3 separate regions of the Mus musculus genome follow, and all the other regions are linked to region 2. A link is a contact called in public HiChIP or PLAC-seq data. All regions are on one chromosome and are shown on one strand. Each heading gives the region's core, a stretch centred on a gene start, on an enhancer-like site or on the middle of the called end of the contact. The rest is flanking DNA. Distances are from core to core; before and after follow the strand shown.

What was found. HiChIP or PLAC-seq counts read pairs in DNA pulled down with a chosen protein or histone mark.
Region 1: a contact with region 2 is called in a FOXA1 HiChIP or PLAC-seq map of pancreatic cancer cells. The contact joins two enhancer-like sites. A contact is called at or near these places in 1 of 484 Hi-C or Micro-C datasets (the N1E-115 cell line) and 1 of 115 datasets of contacts at active chromatin or transcription factors (pancreatic cancer cells).
Region 3: an HNF4G HiChIP or PLAC-seq map of pancreatic cancer cells shows a contact between it and region 2. The contact joins two enhancer-like sites. A contact is called at or near these places in 1 of 484 Hi-C or Micro-C datasets (frontal cortex) and 1 of 115 datasets of contacts at active chromatin or transcription factors (pancreatic cancer cells).

The regions. Positions count from the first base shown.
Region 1 is chr2:20,524,812-20,527,511 of GRCm38.p6, forward strand. The region is part of intron 2 of Etl4 (enhancer trap locus 4); the gene reads left to right. Among named protein-coding and RNA genes, the nearest start is that of Gm17171, 190 kb to the left of the region's middle. Within about 2 kb of position 1,285, at least 70 of the 459 cell types and tissues checked have an H3K27ac peak or open chromatin away from gene starts, as enhancers often do. A contact at or near this core is called in pancreatic cancer cells, where this site is marked.
Region 2 is chr2:19,715,354-19,718,053 of GRCm38.p6, forward strand. No RefSeq gene overlaps it. Among named protein-coding and RNA genes, the nearest start is that of Gm24670, 25 kb to the left of the region's middle. Within about 2 kb of position 1,253, at least 28 of the 459 cell types and tissues checked have an H3K27ac peak or open chromatin away from gene starts, as enhancers often do. A contact at or near this core is called in pancreatic cancer cells, where this site is marked.
Region 3 is chr2:20,596,092-20,598,791 of GRCm38.p6, forward strand. The region is part of intron 3 of Etl4 (enhancer trap locus 4); the gene reads left to right. Among named protein-coding and RNA genes, the nearest start is that of Gm17171, 260 kb to the left of the region's middle. Within about 2 kb of position 1,335, at least 24 of the 459 cell types and tissues checked have an H3K27ac peak or open chromatin away from gene starts, as enhancers often do. A contact at or near this core is called in pancreatic cancer cells, where this site is marked.

The DNA.
Region 1 (2,700 bases), core at 35-2,534, 810 kb after region 2:
TACCTGATTGCCTCCTCTGGCAATGGGTGCCTCCATCTAGTGCTAGCCTACAAAATGACAGATGCTCAGTCTGTGCTCTGAAACAGCCTAGTCAGTTTCTACCTTCATATCTTCTTTCGCTCTTCAAAGCACTGACCTGGCGCTCAAATTATACATTAGTTGTTTGTTGACTGACTCTCTAACCATCAGGTAGATACTCCTATGCAGTCTATCTTGATCAGCACCCCACCACCTCCTATCCCTTTTAGTGTTTGGAGCAGGCCATTATTCAATATTTGTGCAAATGAATAGTTGACTCGGTCAATTAATTTGAATTAATACAACACAGGATGCTTCTCTAGATTACATGGAATGCTCTACCTATTGTATAAAGTCTGTACAAGGGATTGTTTTTATCCTTGACTTCATGTTTTAAGAAACGTATTTATGAATATGAATGTTTGCCTGCATGTATGTCTGTGTAGAGCATGCCTGCCTAGTACCCACAGAGGCCAGAATTGAACAAGGATCCCCTGGAACTGGAGTTATAGAGAATTGTGAGCTGACATTTGAGTGCTGGGAATTGAACTCCTGCTTTGGAGGAGCAGCCAGTGTTCTAAACTAGTGAGCTGTCTCTTCAGCTAACCACTATGAAGAAGTGAAGAGAGCCAGATGGTGGAGGAACCTTTAATACCAGCCCTCAGGAGGCAGGGGCAAGTGGATTGCTGAGACCAGCCTGGTCTACAGAGTTCCAGGACAGACAAGTGTGTGCATACACCACACACACACAGGAGTATGTGGACTACCTAATATATAGTAGGATATATATTTATATATTATATGTTATATATTATATATGTACTTATATATAAATATATATAATCAATAACTTATATGTTGTTGGTTATTTGAGACAAGATTTTGTGCTCTGTTACACAGTAGTCCCAGCTCTTATGGAATTCACTATGTAACCCAGGCTAGCTTTCAACTCCTATAGGAGAGAGCCCCTGGACTCCCTAATCTTGACCATGGGATAAATTCTCAGAAAAGTATAATTCAGTGGTAGAGTACATGTTTAGCATGTGTATGTACAAGACTTTGTGTTTATTTTTCACCCCCCCCCCCAAAATAAAATTAAAAGCAAATAAGATAAAAAATAAAATAAAATAAATATCCCAGGAAGTAACTGCACTACCGCCAGCTCCCAGTAGGTTGTGAAGTGCCCAAATGATGCCAAAGCCCAGATGCCTCTCTGTGTGGTCTGACTCAGCCAGAGTAATCAGAACATGGAGAGTCACAGGCACTACAGTCCAGCAGTTGCTGGTCTGCATAGCTTGCTGTGTGGACGGCTCCTTAGGGATGGCTTGGCTTTCTATAACCCTCTGCCTTTTTGAATTTGCCCTCCCAGATCCCTCTCTACTTTTCTTGTCCAGGATGTAGACACATCACAGCTGGAGTCCCCTGGGTCTCTGAAGAGTAGCTCTTTGGTGATCCTGCCCTCCTCCTGTTCTTCCTCCTTCTCCTCCCTCCCCCTCCTCCCCCCTCCCCCTCAATTGTGCTCCGGGGAGTGTTTAAGGGCTGATTTTCCATTCGAAGCTCTTGTTTGCTCTTTGCCCTGCTGGAAGTGGGCTCCCTGGAAGAGTTTGGGAGGGGCAGGAAGAGGAAACAGGGCTGCCTTTCAGCCTTGCCCAGGCCTTGTCTTTAGGCTACAACTTCTCTACTTTGTTAGACAAGGATTCCCAGAATAGCAAACAGCCAGACACACCCATATTTACATCTTAGCACCAGAGTTCTTTCCAAACAAGAAACAGAACTGCCATTCTGTTTGACAGCTTGAGAGTCCCTGCATGCACTTTTCTTCATACAGATAATGTGAAACTGGCCCACTTGGGTCTGACACCATAACTGTGGAATAGTGGCAAAATGGACCTTTGTCTGTTCCTTCTCTTGTTTATGCATGCCTCTCCTTGGGTTTTATGCTCACCTAAAAGGCTGAATTCTAGCTGGGTGTGGTGGCACACGCCTTTAATCCCAGCACTCGGGAGGCAGAGGCAGGCGGATTTCTGAGTTCGAGGCCTGGTCTACAGAATGAGTTCCAGGACAGCCAAGGCTATACAGAGAAACCCTGTCTGGAAAAAACAAAAAAACAAAAACAAAACAAAACAAAACAAAACAAAAAGGCTGAATTCTCCCCAGGTGACTCAAATGGCCCAAATGTCATTTCTCCTTCAGGTGTGGGGCTGGCAGCTGCCCAGAGCAGAGGAAAGGCCTAATCAACTGTGAAGAGTTTGTGGACAGGACTGGGTTACTGAGGTGCTGGTGCTGGGCTGGGGTGGAGGCAGATGGGACTAATGGAGTGGTGGATGAGCGCAAGCAATAAAGGCGAGCAGACAAAGATGGGCTCTGTGTGCTGGCTGGCCTGTGTCAGTCTCCCTTGTTAACTGCTGGTACCTTTCCATCCCTTTACTGTATGTCACATTCAGTTTTGTTAGACCACTGGAAACATTATTTTAAAATCCACAAGAACATAAACAAAGTAGAAAAACAGCATAAAATTGATGCGACCTTTCCCATGAAAAGCATGAAGGAAGGGTTGAGTTTAAAGTCCGATACATGGGATGACTGAAAGAATAATGAAGACTGTAGATTGACAGTGACATCCAAGACCCTACTTCTAGCGGGTTGCCCAGTTTACTTCAAGGAAGAACATGGGAGACTCCA
Region 2 (2,700 bases), core at 3-2,502:
CTTATACTTTGAAAATTCTGCCTTTTGACATGAAAGGAAATTCAATTTAACATGCATCCATTGAGTATATTTTTGGGAGCTAATTTGCTAACATGCTGTATTTACAATAATGAAAACAACATTTCTAGCTTACGTTGCTCTTAGTGAACACGAACTGTTCAATAGTTATGTGCAATGCAGAGAGAGTGGATCTGTTTAATGCATGCCAAGGTTATATCTCTGTGATCTTATTGCCACCAAGTCACTGGCTATGCTGGGTAAATGCAAGGCTCAGTCAGACCTATTCTAGATCTACCCAGAAATTTGCCATTCTGTAATTTTATTTGCATTCTACACCTCCAGATCCCGCTCATAATCACAAAAGCCTGTCAGGCAGCTGACAGAACAGTGATCCATCTCCAAAATACCTCTGTCCTAGGAAGCCCCGCCCCCAGCTCGGCTTGCGGGCTTCTCGTTGCCAACATTCAAATCTCCTTAAAGCATTCTCATTCTTTGATCTCATTTTTCACCTGTCAAGATCATTTACACAAGTTCCGCTATTCTTAAACTTCTGTGGATTCCAGCAAGATGTAGCTAAAATAAAAAGTAGAAATAGCTCCCACAGGGGTTGCAACCTGGGCAATCTAAACTTATGACTGCAAACTGTACAAAGCGAGTCAGGACTCTGGAGGGCCTGAAGGTGGCAGTAGAGGACAAGCTTGTTCTCTGGTTTTGATGTTGGGAACAGCTGCCATAAGTCAATTGCTCCGGAATACAAGTTCTGTTTGTTGCATTTCCTGTTCTCTAGGTCCCTTTCCGATTCCGCCTTTGATGTTTTCCCTCTCTAATTCTCTCATCATCTAAATTGCTCTTGAGCGTTCTAGGCAGATGCCATTTCTAGTTTGCCTCCCTCCTCCCCCAAGAAATAAAAACCATGCCACCATATGACCTTTCACCTACTTAAACTTTTCTTAAATAAATAGGATCAGCAAACAAATGCATTAAAGTTCACCCTTGGTCAATTTTAAAACGAAATTCACAGAAGTTGATAAGCAAAATTAGCAAAGATGTGATCTTAGGCAATTGACAACAGACTTTTTAGCAAATGGCTATTTTAAAAATATCTTAATAACAGGGGCTTCCCAATCATCTGATTTTTTAAAATTAAGTTTTCTTGGCACACAGCCCATTGGTTTGAATCTTTTTGGACTTTAGTGGCCATCTTGAGTGCCCGGGTGGCTGACTCACGTGTGCCGATATTCTGCAGTATTGAGTAATAGAAAACCGTCAGTGGCTTTCTCCTAAGGGTCATTGCTCACTCATAACATGGTTTTTAGGAGTCAGTTCTGACAAGCGGGTCTTTCTCTGGAATGTTGTTGGTTTAGGGAAGAGGTATCAGAGAAAATGGAACCATGGTGGTAGCTTCTAAAACTCTCATTTGGAGTTAGAAAGATCACTCTGTGGTTAGGAATCCTGGCTGCTCTTCCACAGGACCAAGGTGTCATTCCCAGTATCCACATGATAGTTCACAACCGCTACAACATCAGCTCCAGGGGATCTGACACCCTCTTCTGACATCCTCGGGTACTGTACATGATGCATGATACATGTGGGCAAACACCCATGTACATACACATAAATAATTAAAGAGGAGAACTCATTCTAAGTAGCACATGCCCTTCCAGTCATGGTTCACTGGACAAGCAAGCCTCAGGGACAGTGCCAGGGAAGGAAGAGTTTGCTTCCTGTGGGATTTCTGGGAGGGTTGCGCTTCACTAGAATGGCATGGAAAAGCAAACAAACTAAAAAAGAAATGCGTTACATTGCTCTGCCTATGTGGTTCTTTTGTTTACAATCTGGCAGAATGACTAATTTTCCTCTTCTCTCATCAGTTTGTTGAACCATATGAGTCCTAACCATGAGTCCAGCTTGGGAATTCTGAAGATGAAAAGGATCCTAGAGAGAAAACATCTCTTCATCTCCCCTGTCCTACACACAGCCTCCGGCTCACTAACTACCTTGAAGGTCTCGGGATCAGTCTCACCTGTTGCTGTATCCTTGATTTCACGCACTAGGGTCCAGAGGGGAGACTCAAGCCCTGGTGGCTTCCTGGCAGGTGCTTTCAAAGTCGCTAGTGTTTGAGAGAAGAGCAAGTGAAGTTCCAGTAGGAGTCTCAATGGATCCTGCAGTGCTGGGAGGAGTCCTGAAGTTTTGATGATCCTTCAGATTGGCTGCCAGGGAGGCTGGGTGAGGAGACAGGCAGTTGAAGTGCCAAGCCAATGTTGGGGCTAAGGATAGAAAGGGTTACACCATGAAGCATTAAGCAAGATGGTTCCTACAGCTACAGATGGTCACTGGAGGAGTCAGTTCAGGGCTGTCAGGACTATCAATTTACAGAGTGGTTCTGCAGGGACTGGGTTGGGGATCTGGGCTGAGTACCCCATTATCTACAATGCTTTTCCTAATTCATGTATCCATGCAAGACTCAGGTCACCCAGATATATTCATCTGCACTCAGCTATAGACCATTCCTTTCCTTTCTCAGTCTCATGCTGGTCTCTGGTCATCATTCTCTACCAGTCTTGCTCTTGTCTTGGGTTTTACCTCCAGCAAGTCTTTGACAGCACTGAAGCCTCAAAGGCTGCCTCCCTCTGCTGTTTATGATCCAGTATGCACACATCAACTGCAATATCCTCCTCCTCCTCAGCCAAGCTCACTTAT
Region 3 (2,700 bases), core at 85-2,584, 880 kb after region 2:
CAGGTCCAGTAGAAAGGTGCACGTGTGTGGCTCCTCAGGTTCCAGCAGTGGGCGTGGCAGAACGAATGAGCAGGAAGCTCCACCCCTGAGCAAGCAGGTTTCAGGCTGGGGGAGGAGAGACTACATGGTACCCTAGTCTCTGGTCACTTAAGCCTTCCTGAAGACAAGCATGGTTCTAGATCTAAAGAAACCCTACTCACTCACTCACTCACTCACTCACTCACTCACTCACATCTAAAGAAACCCTAGTCACTCACTCACTCACTCACTCACTCACTCAATAAATAACTAAAGTTGAGTTCATATAGCTATAACAGGGTAGGGAGAAGAGTAGGGATGAAGTGGGCATGCTGACACCCACCTACAGTTAAATGTCCCCTCATACCGTTTTAAAAGCCTGTTGCAAGAGTGGGAGGTAGACCTGGGAGGCCTTAGCATGAAGAGTAGGAGGTTAATATGACCAAAATATATTGTATGAATTATGAAATTCTCAAAGAATTAATAAAAATGAAATCAGGGTTCAACCTTCATTATTTTCCTCCCTAAAGTTTTTGGTTATTTAATACATTGTCTGCTGAGCGCGTGTCCCGGAACTTCATGAGCAGGAGGGAGGTCCCCTTCCTCTTTTGAAGGATGCCTGTTTGGTTTGCTGACATAAATGGCAACAGGTGTGTTAACAGGCAAAACACAAGGTAATGGGTCCATGAGCATGAAAGTCTTTCAAAAACACATAACTCAAATATCCCCTTGGTAGGGAAGTGAGAAATGGAGATGTGTTGTGGGTGATTTCAAAAGTTAATAAAGGATATTTTTAGAAAATTGAATGAGCCTCCAAAGAATAGATAGACAATAGTGTGTGAATTAAGTTGGCCAGAAAACCAATTAAAAGTCTGTCTGAGTGTGGTGGGGCCCCTTCGTCTTTGTTTCTATGCTGTGAAGTTAATTGTGACTGATTTAAGAAAATTTCTGGAAGGGAGTAAAGGCCATTGTGTTCATTTTGGAGGAGCCTCAAATATGGGAACTTCAGAGAGAGAGAGAGAGAGAGAGAGAGAGAGAGAGAGAGAGAGAGAGATCCCTGCTGGGGTTGGAAACAGAAGGTCAGAAAAATCTCTGGTCCTGAGGATGTCTGGAAGGCTGCCTTTTGTTCAAAGAACTCAGCATGCTAAAGTGTGGGGGCTCCGAGCTCCAGCCTTAGAAATACATGCTCCTAACCTCCATACTAGATTAGCTGAATGGGAATTCAACCTCAACAAAGCTCTTAGGTGATTATGGTTCACAGGAATCAAACATTTATGTGTACATAGCACAGGGCCTCCTCCTGTGCAGCAAGAACTCTGAATGTCTGCTGGATGACTAATGAATGAATTGCATAGAGGGTGTGGCCCAGAGGAGATCGTTTCCTATACAATCCTTTTCAGTTTTAGAAAACTGTAGCCCCTTCTTTGCCTTTAGTATCCCTGATTTATTAGTTACCCATCACCTTTGATTATCTATTGTCATTTTCATGCAGGTACTTTTGACATGAACAAGTATAGAGAGTAACTGTGTGAATTGTTTCCAGTTATAGATTATGAACGTAACCCCCTGACTGTCTCATCGAAGAGTAAACACTCACGTGTGCCTCATTTGATCATCTTAGCTGTGGTATTTGGAACTAAGTAGCAAAGACGATGTAAAGGTTAAGAGGATGTTCTCTGTCATGGTGTCAAAAGCTGAGTATTCCAGCTCACACATCTTTGCTAATAACCACAGAAGGAGATGGCAGGGTAGCATGCCTGGATTTTCAAAACAGGAGAGGATTTGACAGTGAAGTCTTCTCAGCTGTCTGGGAATGAAACAGGAAGCAGAGAAGCATGAAATGTGAGGAGGTGAGCCTGCCTCAGCCTGGATGATGCTAGAGAAAAGTGCCAGTCACCGTGCTGCATTGTGGGAATTCGCGGGGTCACTTTGCTTGTAAGAGTAATCGGGATAGTGACATTTTGTGTGCACAGGCCAGAGACACAAAGTGTCTGCAAGGCATAGAGTAGTTTTTCACATTATGAAGATCTGAACTGTCTGTGTGAGGCCACGACTTTAGAATGCTTGGCCAGGTGTTTTGGAGATAGAAAATTCTGATATTAATACCATTATATAGGTGTGTGTGTGTGTGTGTGTGTGTGTGTGTGTGTGTAAAAAGCCAAAAGACGAGGCTTATTAATGCATTCATATTGTGACAAGGGACAAAGAAACCTACTGTACCTTCAATAAATTTTTATGTAAACAAAACCATGCTAAATATTGCTGAATTTCCCAAGGATACAGGCAGCACAAAATATGAATGTTTGCAGGGTTTTTTTTTTTTTTTTTTTTTAGAACTTGATATGTTTACTTTTAAGATAAACACATCTCTGCTCATACCAGTGTGCATGTAGGATGCTGTCATCCAAAAATGTTTTGTTTTTTATCTGTTTTTTCTGAGATAGGGTCTTAATATGGAGTGGTGGCTGGTGGGGAACTATATAGCCCAGACTGCCCTCAAACTTAAGAGCCCCCAGGCTCTATCTCTAGGGTGCTAAGACATTGGTGAAAGGGCTGGCGAGATGGCTCAGTGGTTAAGAGCACTGACTGCTCTTCCGAAGGTCTTAAGTTCAAATCCCAGCAGCCACATGGTGGCTCACAGCCATCATTTCTGCCCCACTGTCCGAACAAATGATATCAGGT